Linked DNA regions of Mus musculus: all the other regions are linked to region 1. A link is a contact called in public Hi-C data. All regions are on one chromosome and are shown on one strand. Each heading gives the region's core, a stretch centred on a gene start, on an enhancer-like site or on the middle of the called end of the contact. The rest is flanking DNA. Distances are from core to core; before and after follow the strand shown.

Region 1 (4,598 bases), core at 547-3,046:
CCCAGCAACCAAATTACAGAGCTGCATGAAGTCGGTGTCAACTTATTTTTATCCTTGCAACAAGCCTGCCAACCTCCCAGTTCCTGCTGCCATTCATCCAGCTCTTACCTTGCTTTTCCAGCATAGACACTTATTAGGCAGAGAGGCAAAACTCTCCTGTCAAGAGAAAAGGACCTATAAACCATTCTCCAGCAAAGGGAACATGGTCTTTGAGGTTGTCATAGCACTGGGATCCCAGGTTGATTAGGTCCCTCTCAGGACTCTCTGTGCATGCCTCAGTGATAATAGCACAAATTTGTTAACTAGCTAAGAAGGCTCCACTTGTGGTTGGCAGCATCCAAAATAGAGTCCCATGATTCCCACTAGCACATCCCTTGTAACCAACAAATAACAGGAACAGCAAAGTAAAAAAGAGACACTAAAGCCATGTTGAGCAATTCATGTGTAGAGATATGTGCATGTGTACTGGGTGTCTCTCTCTATCACTACCCACCTAAGACTTTGAGAAAGGGCATCTCACCTCTTTTATAGGGCTCAGCTTGGAGAGTTAGCCACTCGTCCCTCAGGCTGTAATAGAGGGGGAAGGTCAGGCCAAGGGTCAAGTTCCTTTTCTAACAGTAAAGTGAAGAACACAACTGCCTCGTGAAACTGAGAATATTGCTGGAGATTGCTGCCCAGGGACTTCAGGCTAAAGCAGGAATTATCTGGCACTGCTAGACTCCAAAAGCATTAGCCTGGCACTGTTGGAGTCCCTGACCAAATGTGCCTGTGAATCTTTAAGAACAAGCTTCAACTTGAAATTTTGAAACAAGGAAAATTATGTGAGTGTCATTTTTTCCCATGTTAAAAGTACAGCAGCAAATGTTCTTTCTGATATTGGGGGTGGGGGTGGGGATGTTTAAAAGGCTTTTTCTTTTAAAAACCTTTCTTTTCAAGGAGTTAAAATTATTGAAGAGCTGGCTGGGCAGATGACTCAAATGGATAATGAGGATCCGAGTTCAGATCCTCAGAACCTATACAAAAGCCAGGCACCACAGCACACATGTATAATCCTAATGTTAGTCAGGCAAAGACAGAGGCAGCCCTGGGGCTTGGACCGCCAATCTAAACAAAAGAAGAAGCCACAGGATCAGCGAGAAGTCTTAAAAAAAAAAAAAAAAAAAGATGAGAAGCAACAGAGGAAGGCACTCACCAGCCATCAAGTTGGGTCGGAACCACATGCATACTTATCTGCATGCACAAATGTACATGCACACACACCATACGTACAAATGTCATGGAAGTAAACTTCCTTCCTATAAAGAATCATTTGGACACAAACCAAGTGCAGAGATGAAATCTCTGCCTTTGGAGACTGATGGTGGGTTCAAATCCCGGCTCTATCACTCTCGAGTCAGCTTCTCCATGTAAATTGACAGTGACGGATACTGTTCTAACTACAGTGTGGTAAGGATTTGAAAAATGAAAACTCACAAAAAAATGAACAATAGAAATATTTATATGCTAAACCGTGTGATGCATGTATCCAGGGCTCTGTAAACATCAGACATCACTTTTCAGTCTAGTTCCCCAAGGAACATACTTGAAAGCCATGGCAGTTGAGTTTAAATAGGTCAAGGATAAAAGAACTGAGAGACTTTTCCAGTTTACACTCACTCCTTGGACTACTGACCATCTTCATTTTAAATAAAAAGGGAAAAGAAGAAGAAGTACACAGTCGCAATACACCTTTATCAAAAGCGTGTCTGTTTATCTTTCTATTGCTCTTTGTAAGGGTTAAGGTTACTTTTTGGCGCCACCAAGTGGCCACACTTAACGGCACAGTGACACTTCCCCAGGTTTTGTTTTAACTGAAAGGATCTAGGAAGCCTTTTTAATAGACCTTTTCATACCCCTGAAAATGAGGGGAAGCACTCTGGGTTGAGCAAAACAGCGAACATTACCAGTGACTCTGTAGAAAACTGGCAAGAAGAAAGCTCTCCGTGAGGAAAAGCAAGGATGCAATGTGTACTTTTTTTTTTCCTGTTGCTTTGCTATGCTTTGCTTTGCCTTTTTTCCCCGTCTTGTGAGTCTTTTGCCTGCTTGTCTTGATTTTTGTTTCTCAGTCACTTGTTTGTTGTTGGTTTGTTCTTGTTTCTTGTGTGGTTTGGAGACAAAGAGAGAACACATTTACATGAAGTTGCATGGATGGTGGAAATTACCTGGGAGTAGTTGGAGGCGGGGAAATATGATCAAAGTACACTATTTGGAACATTTTTTAATTAAAAAATTAGAAACTTAAGGAAAATAGAAATATCAGCGAGGCCTCTGGACAGGAAGTGATCAGGGCCCAGAGCTGCCCTTGCTTCAGTGTGTGCGAAGCCCTTCACTCATTTCTAAGTTTTAAGAAATGTCAGTCAGCATGGTGACATGCTGCTATATCTATAGATCAGTGATGCACTCGACCCACATCGGAGAAGCTTCTGGGAGTAGATGGGAAGCAACACAGAGATCCATAGTAGGACAACGTGCTGACAGGCATCTTCATCAAATCTCTCTGCTCAGGTTCAGGGAGCTCTGGTGGAGAGGAAGAGGAAAGCCAGAGGTGATGGGGAATACCGAGGAGACAATGTCTTCCAACCACCACAGGACTGGTGCACATACGGACTCACGGAGACTGTGAAGCATGCAGCCGGCCTGCACAAGTCCATGCCAGTATGGGTCCCAGGGCTATAGGGGAGAAGTTGACAGAGAAGTCCCACACATAACAGGAAGTCATCTCCAATAGATCCATTTTTCCGATGGAATTTCACTTGGCTTATGAACCACACTCCAGGACAGGCCCCGGAAATGGTTGGCCAACATAAAACAAATTCAATGTGTACTTTTTTTTTTTCCTGTTGCTTTGCTTTGCTTTGCTTTGCCTTTTTTCCCCGTCTTGTGAGTCTTTTGCCTGCTTGTCTTGATTTTTGTTTCTCAGTCACTTGTTTGTTGTTGGTTTGTTCTTGTTTCTTGTGTGGTTTGGAGACAAAGAGAGAACACATTTACATGAAGTTGCATGGATGGTGGAAATTACCTGGGAGTAGTTGGAGGCGGGGAAATATGATCAAAGTACACTATTTGGAACATTTTTTAATTAAAAAATTAGAAACTTAAGGAAAATAGAAATATCAGCGAGGCCTCTGGACAGGAAGTGATCAGGGTCCTTCGGAGACTGGTGGTGGGTTGAAATCCAGAGCGTGCTTTCTGTAAGCAACTCTGTGCCTTTACACCCATACAGTCAGAAAAGCAAAGAAGAGAAACCTTCACCCCGTTTTATGAGCACTGACTGGAGGGCTGGAGCAATCTATTCACCCATCTTCTACTTCCCACTGAAGCCTCTGAAAAGTCATCTATAAAACAATAATCTTCTTAAGGCTTTTGTGTGTGTGTGTGTGTAAATCTCTTTCTACGGTTTGGTTGGCAATATGGTACATTCTGGAGAGGCCACCTTTTCCCTGATCATTTTCCTCCTTCTTCTTCTTTACATCTTTATCCCGTCAACATCAAAAAGGGACTCGTGCTAGCTGCACCATGTACATGGTGCTCTTCTTTATAAAGTCTGAGGTGGAAATTTTGACATCCTGTATTTTAAAATTCTCCTCCTATTTTTTTTTTTTTACAAGAATCAGGACCCAGGTAGAAGTTCAAATTAAACACAGTGCCTAAAAATTATTTTTAAAATGTATCAGTATACCAAAACAATGAATGTAGGATTTTAATATAATCTACTCTCATGCCAACTTATATTACTATTCAAATTGTCATAGTTTCTTTGCTCAAAGGTATATAATGGTCAAGTCTGATCGTTCAGGTCCATAATTCCAGCTGCTCAGCAGACTTCAGAGAATCAGGCCTGCTTTAGCAGCTTGGTGAGGCTCTGTTGCAGAAACAAAAGTGAACAGAAGCCTGGACGTATGTAGAGCTCAGCGGTAAAGCTCTTCCCAAGCCCGTGGATCCAGGCCCTGGGTCCGGATCCGTGGTATTGCCCTCCCCCCTCCAAAAAAAGATAAATAATGATCCTTTCAACACCATATAAGGAAAGAATCAAAGTTAATGCTGGTTAACTTCCAAACACGTTCCCCATTTACTCGATGACCATTTTAATGCTCACCGTAACCGTCTTGGTGTGTCAATTTAACAGCTTTAACAGCCACCATTAATTCAGAACAGCTTAGTCTTTCAATAATAAAATGCTTCAGTCAACTGATAAGACTTTAAACATATGGCTGATATGCGCATTTTCACTGAAATTTGGGATGCTTCCTATGTCCCAGTGTAAATAATCAGATGCTGACCGTAAGTCCAGGTGAGACCCTTCCTTTATACTACCTGGGTTGGCATGTCATTAACGGCAATAAAAACCATGTGATAAGCAAGGCGTTGGGACTCACGCCACAGGTGACACAGGAGCCAGCATTCTGCTATGTCACTTCCTAGTACCATATATATATCCCAGGTTCTCCAGGCACCCAAGTAGCATTTACTAAACACCTCCCCCCCCCCAGAATGCTTCAAGCGTGACTTATAATTCTCACAATTTCTCCAAGTAGATCCTATGACCCTAGCATCGACGATGA
Region 2 (4,598 bases), core at 1,413-3,912, 110 kb before region 1:
CAGAACCAGGACACTAGGGGGTCTGATCCAGCCACCAGTTTGTCAAGTGATTCTGATGAATTATTCATCTTGGAAGCACCATCTGCACTCTGTGAATGAATTCCTAGTCTGTGTCCATCCCCAGATCCCCGAGGAGCAGGGAGGGAGCAGGAAGCTGTCACAGCCAAAGTATGTTCTAAAAACAGAAAGTTTCATTCCTTTGATATAACTAGTTCCCATTTCCTCTGCTTTGTTTCATAGTTAATCAAAATTGTCCTAGTCATCCAAAGTATTTGGTGTCTGCTGTTGCATAACAAATTCTGAAAACTTAGAAGTTTTTTTTTCTGAGTGTTAGGAGTCTGGGAAACTTGGCTGAGTAGTTCAGGCTCTGGCTCTCATCAAAATGTCAATGGAGGCACATCATCGCTTCTGGCATATTCAATTGGCCAAAGAGAATAACCCTTGTTCGGTTAGGGAAGGACCCATATGAGTGTGGGTGAAGCCAAGGAGTGGGGAATCAATGGGGACCATTTGGGGCTTGTTGTTGTGCTGAAATAGGAAACCTTATGATCTTTTCAACTGTTTTCCCCTCTGCCATATACAACCCATTGTAAGACTTCCCTACTGCGAGAATGCAGTGTTTCCCAAGCTTGTCTTCTTATAGTCCAAGTGAGGCAGCCCTGACCACCCTCTGTCCCACTCTTTTCTTCATGCCTGAGCTTCTTCAGATACTCCTTCCCACAGCTGAGTAACAAAGCTACAAATCAGACCCACTCAAAACACTCTCAACAGGTCTCTCTGTTAAGAGCAAAATGGAAATCCTTCCCATGGCATCAAAGTCCCCTGTCCCCCGAGTACCATTCATTATCCCGGATCACTTCTCACCCTAACTCTGCATCCTCCAACACAGCTACTGAGGGCACACCTCCCCAGGAATCTTCAGGCTCTGTTCCTCTTAGGACTCCTTTCAGATCTCCTATTCTTCTTTCTGTTCCAATGCCCAAACCAAATGCTGTTTCTTTCTAAGCACTTCAGTCAGAATATTTTGTTCCTTTTCCGATATTGAAGTAGTTGCAATTGTAGTTAGCTGTTTCTGGTATAATTTTTCACAATCAGAGTCTTGTCTCACCAGGTGATGTGTTTTAATCCTTATAATGTAAAACAATGTAATACCAGAGTTCATCGAAGCATATAATTCCAGCAAGCCTTTTCACATCAAGGAAATGATTCACCCTATTTTCAACAGTATAAAAGAAAGAACTAGGAAGAACTGCAACAGTCTCTTTTAGACACTCCTCCTACCAAGCCTCCAGTTGGAAACACTGCCTCTTGTACCATTGTTCTTCATAATGTTTTCCGTTTGAAAGGCTTTCCTCAGGACAGGTGATGACCTTTTGATGCAATACAGAGTACAAGGTGTGCAGGTGTGCATAGATGTGCAAGTCCTAGCTAGGGAAAAATGTCAACTTGGCTGAGTGGAAGCCTCACAGGTTATCATGAGAAGAGTACCCTGGGAGGTCTATCTGGGGGTTAGCCTCAGGTGAACAACTGTAGGCTATTTGGATGCATTGATGGGGGACATGATCAAAGCAAGTGTGGCAGACCAAATGAAAGAGAGTTTCTAGAGGACAGGGAAGACACGGCATATAGTTTAATTGTGATATAAGAACAAAGGGCTCACGTGACGCTCAGGTGAAGACTTTGTACCTGTGGATCTGAACAGATGTTCAGTAGTCAGCAAGAGAGACATCTGCGAGCTTTATCTTTTCACAACTTGGTGCTAGCATTAGTGCTGTGTTAGAAGCAGGACCACGGGGCCTCTCAGGAAATTACATTGACCTTTTAGGATAAATGAATAGGCTCAAAATTAGATTCTTACACCAACTGACTAAAGGAAAAAGCTATTAAACTGTCAGGCCAGAGCTCAGAGTGGTATTTTATGAATTAGCATGATTCATCTTTCCAGTGAAAGGATCTGACCGAGAGTCATTTCCGCTGCTTCTCAGGATCTTCTCAGGATCAGATACTGGGCGGAGAAGTAGAGCCAGAGTGATTCACGGTGGAGATCAGACTGGACATCTAAACACTAAGTGCATACTCCTGTCATCCGATTCACCCAGACAGCATGCAGTTTTCCTAAATCCACTTGGTCTTTCTGGTAAATATTTAAAATGTCACTTTATAGGTGAGTTTAGTGATTTAGATATACAGAATATAGTCACATATGAAAGAGAATGTAACCCTTTGCAGCTGGCATCCCTTGTGGTGGCCTGACACAGGAACATGGTTTGTGGAATTAAAGAAGTGTCATTCTTAGGTGGGAATATTACATTCAAGTACTGACTGAGAAACAGTCAGTGAAATATAATATAATCATAGAGAGCTTTTGTAAACATTAGTACTTGGACACTCTTAAAAGGGGCAAGGATTTTCCTAGGCCACAGACGTATACATTCATTCGTTTATACTATTGCCTGTTTTCTGTTTCCAAAGACAACCAGGAGTGTTGGAATGAGTATCCTAGAGAGTGGCTGATAAGATAACTGAGCTGCTCTAAAAGAGGACACCTCACACAGACCGGTGTGGTTCAGCTTACCCAGTTTCTCCACCAGAGTTCATTCCTAAGAAAACCTTCAAACCCCCAGCCTCCATGCCATGTCCCCTGGCCACAAGCCCAGCTGCCTGCCTTGTTGCACATTCACCCTCTGAGTCACTGACCTCTGGCCATACACAGGGCAGACATCAAGGTACCTGCAACAGCCCAAAGTTTCCCTTTCCAGTTCGAGGAACAGAGTATGAGCTGCTGGTCTTATAGCTGAGTCTCTCAGGTAGACTCTCAGAGTCCTGGCCCCGAGAGTGGAGGGGCAGAAGCCCCCATCAGTCTGTACAGTACACAAAGGCCTTTATTGAAAGCAGTTCCAGCTAAACACCCTCCTCTCCTTATAGGCTCTAGTCTTGGAAGCACAAACCGTAAACACCTGGCCACAAATCGTCTCAGCATCTGGTTCGAGAGAACCCAACTTAAGATAGAAGCCTTTCTTACATTGGGTCCATTTCCTATTTCTAGTCCATGCTCTGCTATGATCCACCACATTCTTCAGTCATCCGCATCTCCTTCATCCCCCAGTGTGTCTCACCTACCCCTTTTCCAACATGGAAGTCACTTTCCAAGGAATATCTCTTCTTTTTTTTTTTTAAATATTTTTTTTATTACGTATTTTCCTCAATTACATTTCCAACGCTATCCCAAAAGTCCCCCACACCCTCCCCCGCCCCCCACTTCCCTACCCACCCATTCCCATTTTTTGACCCTGGCGTTCCCCTGTACTGGGGCATATAAAGTTTGCCTGTCCAATGGGCCTCTCTTTCCAGTGATGGCCAACTAGGCCATCTTTTGATACATATGCAGCTAGAGTCAAGAGCTCCGGGGTACTGGTTAGTTCATAATGTTGCACCTACAGGGTTGCAGATCTCTTTAGCTCCTTGGATACTTTCTCTAGCTCCTCCATTGGGGGCCCTGTGATCCATCCAATCGTTGACTGTGAGCATCCACTTCTGTATTTGCTAGGCCCCGGCCTAGTTTCACAAGAGACAGCTATATCACGGTCCTTGCAACAAACACTTGCTAGTGTATGCAATGGTGTCATCGTTTGGAGGCTAATTATGGGAGGAGTTGGTTCTTTGAGAAAATCAACAAGATAGATAAACCCTTAGCCAGACTCACTAGAGGGCACAGGAGCAACATTCTAATTAACAAAATCAGAAATGAAAAGGGAGACATAACAACAGATCCTGAAGAAATCCAAAACACCATCAGATCCTTCTACAAAAGGCTATACTCAACAAAACTAGAAAACCTGGACGAAATGAACAAATTTCTAGACAGATACCAGGTACCAAAGTTAAATCAGGATCAAGTTAATGATCTAAACAGTCCCATATCCCCTAAAGAAATAGAAGCAGTCATTAATAGACTCCCAGCCAAAAAAAGCCCAGGACCAGATGGGTTTAATGCAGAGCTCTACCAGACCTGCAAAGAAGATCTAATTCCAGTTCTGCACAAACTATTCCACAAAATAGAAGTAGAGGGAACTCTACCCAACTCATTCTATGAAGCCACAATTACTCTGATACCTAAACCACAGAAAGATCCAACAAAGATAGAGAACTTCAGATCAATTTCCCTTATGAATATCGATGCAAGAATACTCAATAAAATTCTCGCTAACTGAATCCAAGAACACATTAAAGCAATCATCCATCCTGACCAAGTAAGTTTTATTCCAGGGATGCAGGGATGGTTTAATATATGAAAATCCATCAATGTAATCCATTATATAAACAAACTCAAAGACAAAAACCACATGATCATCTCGTTAGATGCAGAGTGTCTCTTCTTGAAGTGTGGTTTATTTCGGGTACAACTATCCCATGCTTTCATGGAAATAAGTTCCCTCCATCCAGAGGACTCCTGTATACAATAAATAAGACAGCCATGAATCTGTGTATGCGACCCACGTTCATTTTCTCTGCTCTGTCATGAGGTTACTCTTCTGTGCTCGATTCTCAACTCCACTGACATCCAGCGTGCAGCACCAACCCTAGCTCAGATTTAAAAC
Region 3 (4,598 bases), core at 960-3,459, 83 kb before region 1:
ATTTGATATACCTTTGCTTACTACTTACTGAATGTCCTTAGTATAATATTTAGTAAACTGTTGCCAAAAGCACAGTTGTAAAGATTTCCCTCTAGACGCCCCCTTCCATCTCTTGAGCACCAGACCTCATGGGACCAGACCCCACAGGACCACATGACACAATGGGACACCTGTCGTACATTCCGGTTTGGGGGATGAGCATTGCTATTTAATTACTAATATTATTAAATGCCTTAGAGGAGACCGGGCCAGCTCGGTGTCCAGAGGACCTGTGGTCCAGTAAGCAGAACCTCTGACAGTGAAGTATTTCTCTAGCTCCTGTTTTTTGGGGACCGAGCCTCTATTATATGTTGGGATTCTAGAGTTAACTGCCTAGAGGCCAGACCTCAGTGCTCTGGACTTGCCTATTCCAGAACAAGAAACCCTTAAATTGGAGAAAAGAAAAAAAAAAAAAAAAGATTTCCCTCTATGCTTTCTTCCAGTGGATGAGTTTCCATGGTTTGCTTTAGTCTTCAGTCTATATTTAGTTTGTGCATGGATCAAAAGCAGAGATCAGTCTTACCCTTTGCATGTGGGTGTGTGTTTCTTTCAACAGCATTTGCTGAGACGAGTGCTCCTTTCTATCTCCTGGCCTTGGCTTCCTCCTTGAAATCAGTTGACTTATCTGGGGTTTTCATCCACACCTTCTCTTCTGTTCGCTGCTTGAACATCCATCCTGAAGGCCAGCACCACACTTCATTTCTGCACTTCCATGATACTTTTTGGAACTGACAACTTCAGTGGTATCAGCTCTGTTCTTCTTACTCAAATTGATTTGGCTCTTTTGTGAGCTTGTGATCCTGAGAGGATATTAATTTTTTTCTCTGTGAGAAATGTTATACTGTGATTCTGGCAGAGATTGTGTTACACCTTTCAGTTCCTTTGGAAACTGGATGCTTTTGAAATGTTGCTCCCCCCAACCCCCCACTCCACACCACTCCATGAGAGATCTTTTCTTTAATTACCTGTTTCCTTGAAGCAGTGTTAGCTTTGAATGTCTCAAAGTCCATCTTCTGTCTCCTTGGCTGAGCTTAGTCCTAGGGACTTTGTTGTGGTTTTGGTTTGGTTATTATCTACTGTACATGGGTTTGTTTTGTAAGTTCTTTACTTGGGATGTTTGAATTATAAAGAGATATTACCACAAACTATGGGAAAGGTATAAATGCTGACTTTCAAATGTATCTTGGAGATGCCCTTTAAAAGAGACAAATTATAGTTTTGATATGGGTCCCAAAGAAATAATTTACTTGGCTTTCACATTCTAAGTGAAATTAGATGAGACCTCCAGCCTAGAAAAATGAGAGTATAAACTGACTAAAACTTGCATATCCCTCTCAACACTTAAAAACAAACAAAACTGCCTTCTTATCACCAGCCATGCCTTGATAAAGTACTTGTTACTTCTACTGGGTTTTTTGTTTCTTTGTTTGTTTTGGGTTTTGTTTGTTTGTTTGTTTGTTTTTTGGTTTTTTGTTTGGTTGGTTGCTTTTGGTTTTTCAAGACAGGGTTTCTCTATGTAGCCCTGGATGTCCTGGAACTCACTTTGTAGACCAGGCTGGCCTCGTCTACTCCACCTGCTTCTGCATCCCGAATGCTGGGATTAAAAGTGTGTGCCACCATGTCCGGCCTACTTCTACTGTTTTAAACATCCTGGTGGCGCACGCCTTTAATCCCAGCACTCAGGAGGCAAAGGCAGGCGGATTTCTGAGTTTGAGGCCAGCCTGGTCTACAGAGTGAGTTCCGGGAAGTGGAGGCAGGCTGCAGGAGCTGCAGCCATAGTCAGGAGGCTGGGCATGAGGGATGGTGCTCTGCTATATTTCAGCTTTTGTCAGTTGATTGCCTCAGCCCATGGAATGATGTCACCTAATGTTGGCATGGGGCTTCCTACCTCAAATACTCTCTAGATAATCATCAAAGGCATGCCTAGAGGCTGGTCTCTAAAGTCATTACAAATCTTGTCAAGTTGTCAGTCCACGTTAGCTACCGCAAGTCCACCATTTATCAACCTGACCGAACACGTTGCATTTAAGCCATCTCCTCCCAATCACGGTCTCCTCAGGCCCACAGCCATCTCATAATGGGAGTCCATCCAGTCCACTCAGTCAGCCCTCACAATTCCCCATATATTTATTAGTTCTGATACCAGTTTAAAGTTCAAAGCCACTTCTGAGACTCAACCAACCTCTTAACTGAGTCCCATAGCATTAAAAAACAAGTTATGTCATTACATTACGCAAAGGCACAGAAAAAATACTCCAAAAGAGGTGGAGAGGCCGGGCTGGGCAGGGGCTGGTCATATCAAAAAGCAGGGGTGAAAGACAGCAGGGCAGAAACCAAGCTCTGCAACTCCATGCCAGGTATCTGGGGGTATGTTGTGGAATCACTTGGGTTCCCAGGGGCTTACAGGGCCCCATGCCTCCAGCTCTGCTTCCTGCAGCACACAGACCAATAGTTGAATTAACTACATTTTGTATTGTTCTCATTATTCTTGTTGCCTACTGCCACTTTTAAGATAATAAATATACCTGAAACAAGAGAATATTTACATCCAATCAATTTTTTTTTTATGTCTAACAAGTCACTGCAACAGGACTGATGGGTCAATTGGTAGGATAATTAGAAAGAAAGACTTCTTCCTGTTGGTGAAATAGCAACTGGTGCTAGCAGCTGGGTGCAGCTCCCCAGGTGCTGAAAGAATGATGCCTGAGTCTCTGGGAGAGCTGCAAAGGATTTAGTATCTGTAAATGATACTGTGTCCCAGACAGCAGCAGTACCAAACAAAGATGTGCACACCCTACATGACTCCCAATGCCCCAGGCTTAATCAAGTCGCAGCTGCTGGTGTTCAAGCCCATTGGAAAAAGTCACAGAAAACTTTGCTGGTGATTAATAAAGTTGGTTTTAAAGTTATTGGAGTTAAAAGGCAAAGTTGCTCATATTGCAGATTTAAAAAGCATTTCACAAATTGGGTCTTTAAGGAATATTCTTAACATGTTTAAGACAGAAAAAAAAAGATAAAGTGAATAACAGCAAATTGAAGATGAAGGATAATTCATTATTTGTGGTTCTCAGTAATTCCATCTCTTCCAGGATGATCAATATTGACCAAAAAGATAAACTGTCAATGAACAGTAGGATAAAAAAATGGCGTCTTAAAAAAATTCTATCGGCCAGCCTGGTCTACAGAGTGAGTTCCAGGACAGCCAGGGTTATACAGAGAAACCCTGCCTCGAAAAACCAAAAAAAAAAAAATTCTATCACTTAAAACTATAGTTTCATAAAAACAAATCAACTGACTGATATTTTATTTGGGGTATACCTTTTACTTGGATGTTTAAAAGGCTAGTCAGTTGCATACACGTCTTTAATCCAAATATTTGGAGACTTATTTTGTCTATTGAAACTACTGTCATCTACCAGAAAAAAAAAAAAACTATAATGGAAACTTCTTCACCAAACCTGAACCTTCCTGAGCTCACACCCACTCGTTCTTCATCTACAATAGACACAGGTGGGGGTGTCGGGAAGCTCAAAGGTCAACAAGCTCATGAATAGAAGCAGCACCTCTTGGCCCTAGTCACAGAGTCACAAACATGTGACTTCTGGTGATTCTTATCCAAAATAGACCTCCATCTTCAAATTTTCTTTTAAATTATTTTCAGTTGCCAGGGATATAGGATTCAGAGTGCAAATAAGTGACAGCCTTGCCGAAAACTCAGGACCGTTTTGAGGATTTAACCACCATCCTGATAAACCAATTATGAGGTGGAAAATGAAAGAATTTCTCTAATCCATAAGGCAATAAGACATTAATATTCGTTTTTTGAAAAGCCAGGTTCCTTTTGTAAACAGCACTGATTGTGTTCTGAACCTGAAAGCAATGCAGGCACCCCAGATGTGTTGTGGTTCTTAACCACTGTCATAATACTTGTCCACTGGTCTTCAGATTAAATTTCAGGACTCCAGTATCAACCCTGACTTCTTAGGGAAAATGTCAGCACACTGACATTTCATAAGAGCAGCACTGGCTTCTTCAGAAAATTAAGCTTCCCTCTGCTAGCAAGCAAGCGACTGTTGACCCACCTCTCACTTAGTTCAGCTTGCTTCATTATGATCAGTAAACTTCATTCTGACACCAACTGTGACAAATGCAAAACAAGCTTGTGGCTGCCCTCAGGCTCACAGTATTCACAAATACCTGGAGACATGGGCATAGTGTGGTCCTTTAAAATCTAACATAGGTGGTGCCAATTTATCTAACTTGACTATTTCATTAGAATCATCAAATGGTACCTGGAAATTAGCATTATATATTATTATTCATACTTACACTCCAAGTCCCACTTTAGTTCCCTACTTTGATTTAAAGATGCATCCCAGTAAACTATCTCTAGAGAGATAGTCAAGTGGATAGGAAAACATGCCTGATGCTTTTCCAGAGGACACAAGTTCCCACAGGATAGCTCACACTGCCTCGACTTCAGCTCCAGGGGATAGAACAATGTTCTCCAGGACTCTGTGGGCACTTGTACATAAACATACAGGGACACACAGATAAAA

Evidence for each region. A called contact is a pair of places that touch in the nucleus more often than the background predicts.
Region 2: a contact with region 1 is called in a Hi-C map of the N1E-115 cell line, with 9 times the contacts expected there. The contact joins two enhancer-like sites. A contact is called at or near these places in 6 of 484 Hi-C or Micro-C datasets (the N1E-115 cell line, adipose-derived mesenchymal stem cells, cortical neurons and 2 more) and 1 of 9 other capture datasets (embryonic stem cells).
Region 3: a contact with region 1 is called in a Hi-C map of the N1E-115 cell line, with 4 times the contacts expected there. The contact joins two enhancer-like sites. A contact is called at or near these places in 7 of 484 Hi-C or Micro-C datasets (the AtT-20 cell line, the N1E-115 cell line, cortical neurons and 2 more).

Annotation. Positions count from the first base shown.
Region 1 is chr10:25,678,644-25,683,241 of GRCm38.p6, reverse strand. No RefSeq gene overlaps it. Among named protein-coding and RNA genes, the nearest start is that of Gm36543, 33 kb to the left of the region's middle. Within about 2 kb of position 1,796, at least 7 of the 459 cell types and tissues checked have an H3K27ac peak or open chromatin away from gene starts, as enhancers often do. A contact at or near this core is called in the N1E-115 cell line, where this site is marked.
Region 2 is chr10:25,786,240-25,790,837 of GRCm38.p6, reverse strand. 4930401C15Rik (RIKEN cDNA 4930401C15 gene) reads left to right here. Exons shown (of 5, transcript NR_045349.1): 3 at 1,986-2,137. Among named protein-coding and RNA genes, the nearest start is that of 4930401C15Rik, 49 kb to the left of the region's middle. Within about 2 kb of position 2,662, at least 35 of the 459 cell types and tissues checked have an H3K27ac peak or open chromatin away from gene starts, as enhancers often do. A contact at or near this core is called in the N1E-115 cell line, where this site is marked.
Region 3 is chr10:25,762,057-25,766,654 of GRCm38.p6, reverse strand. No RefSeq gene overlaps it. Among named protein-coding and RNA genes, the nearest start is that of Gm36543, 50 kb to the right of the region's middle. Within about 2 kb of position 2,209, at least 1 of the 459 cell types and tissues checked has an H3K27ac peak or open chromatin away from gene starts, as enhancers often do. A contact at or near this core is called in the N1E-115 cell line, where this site is marked.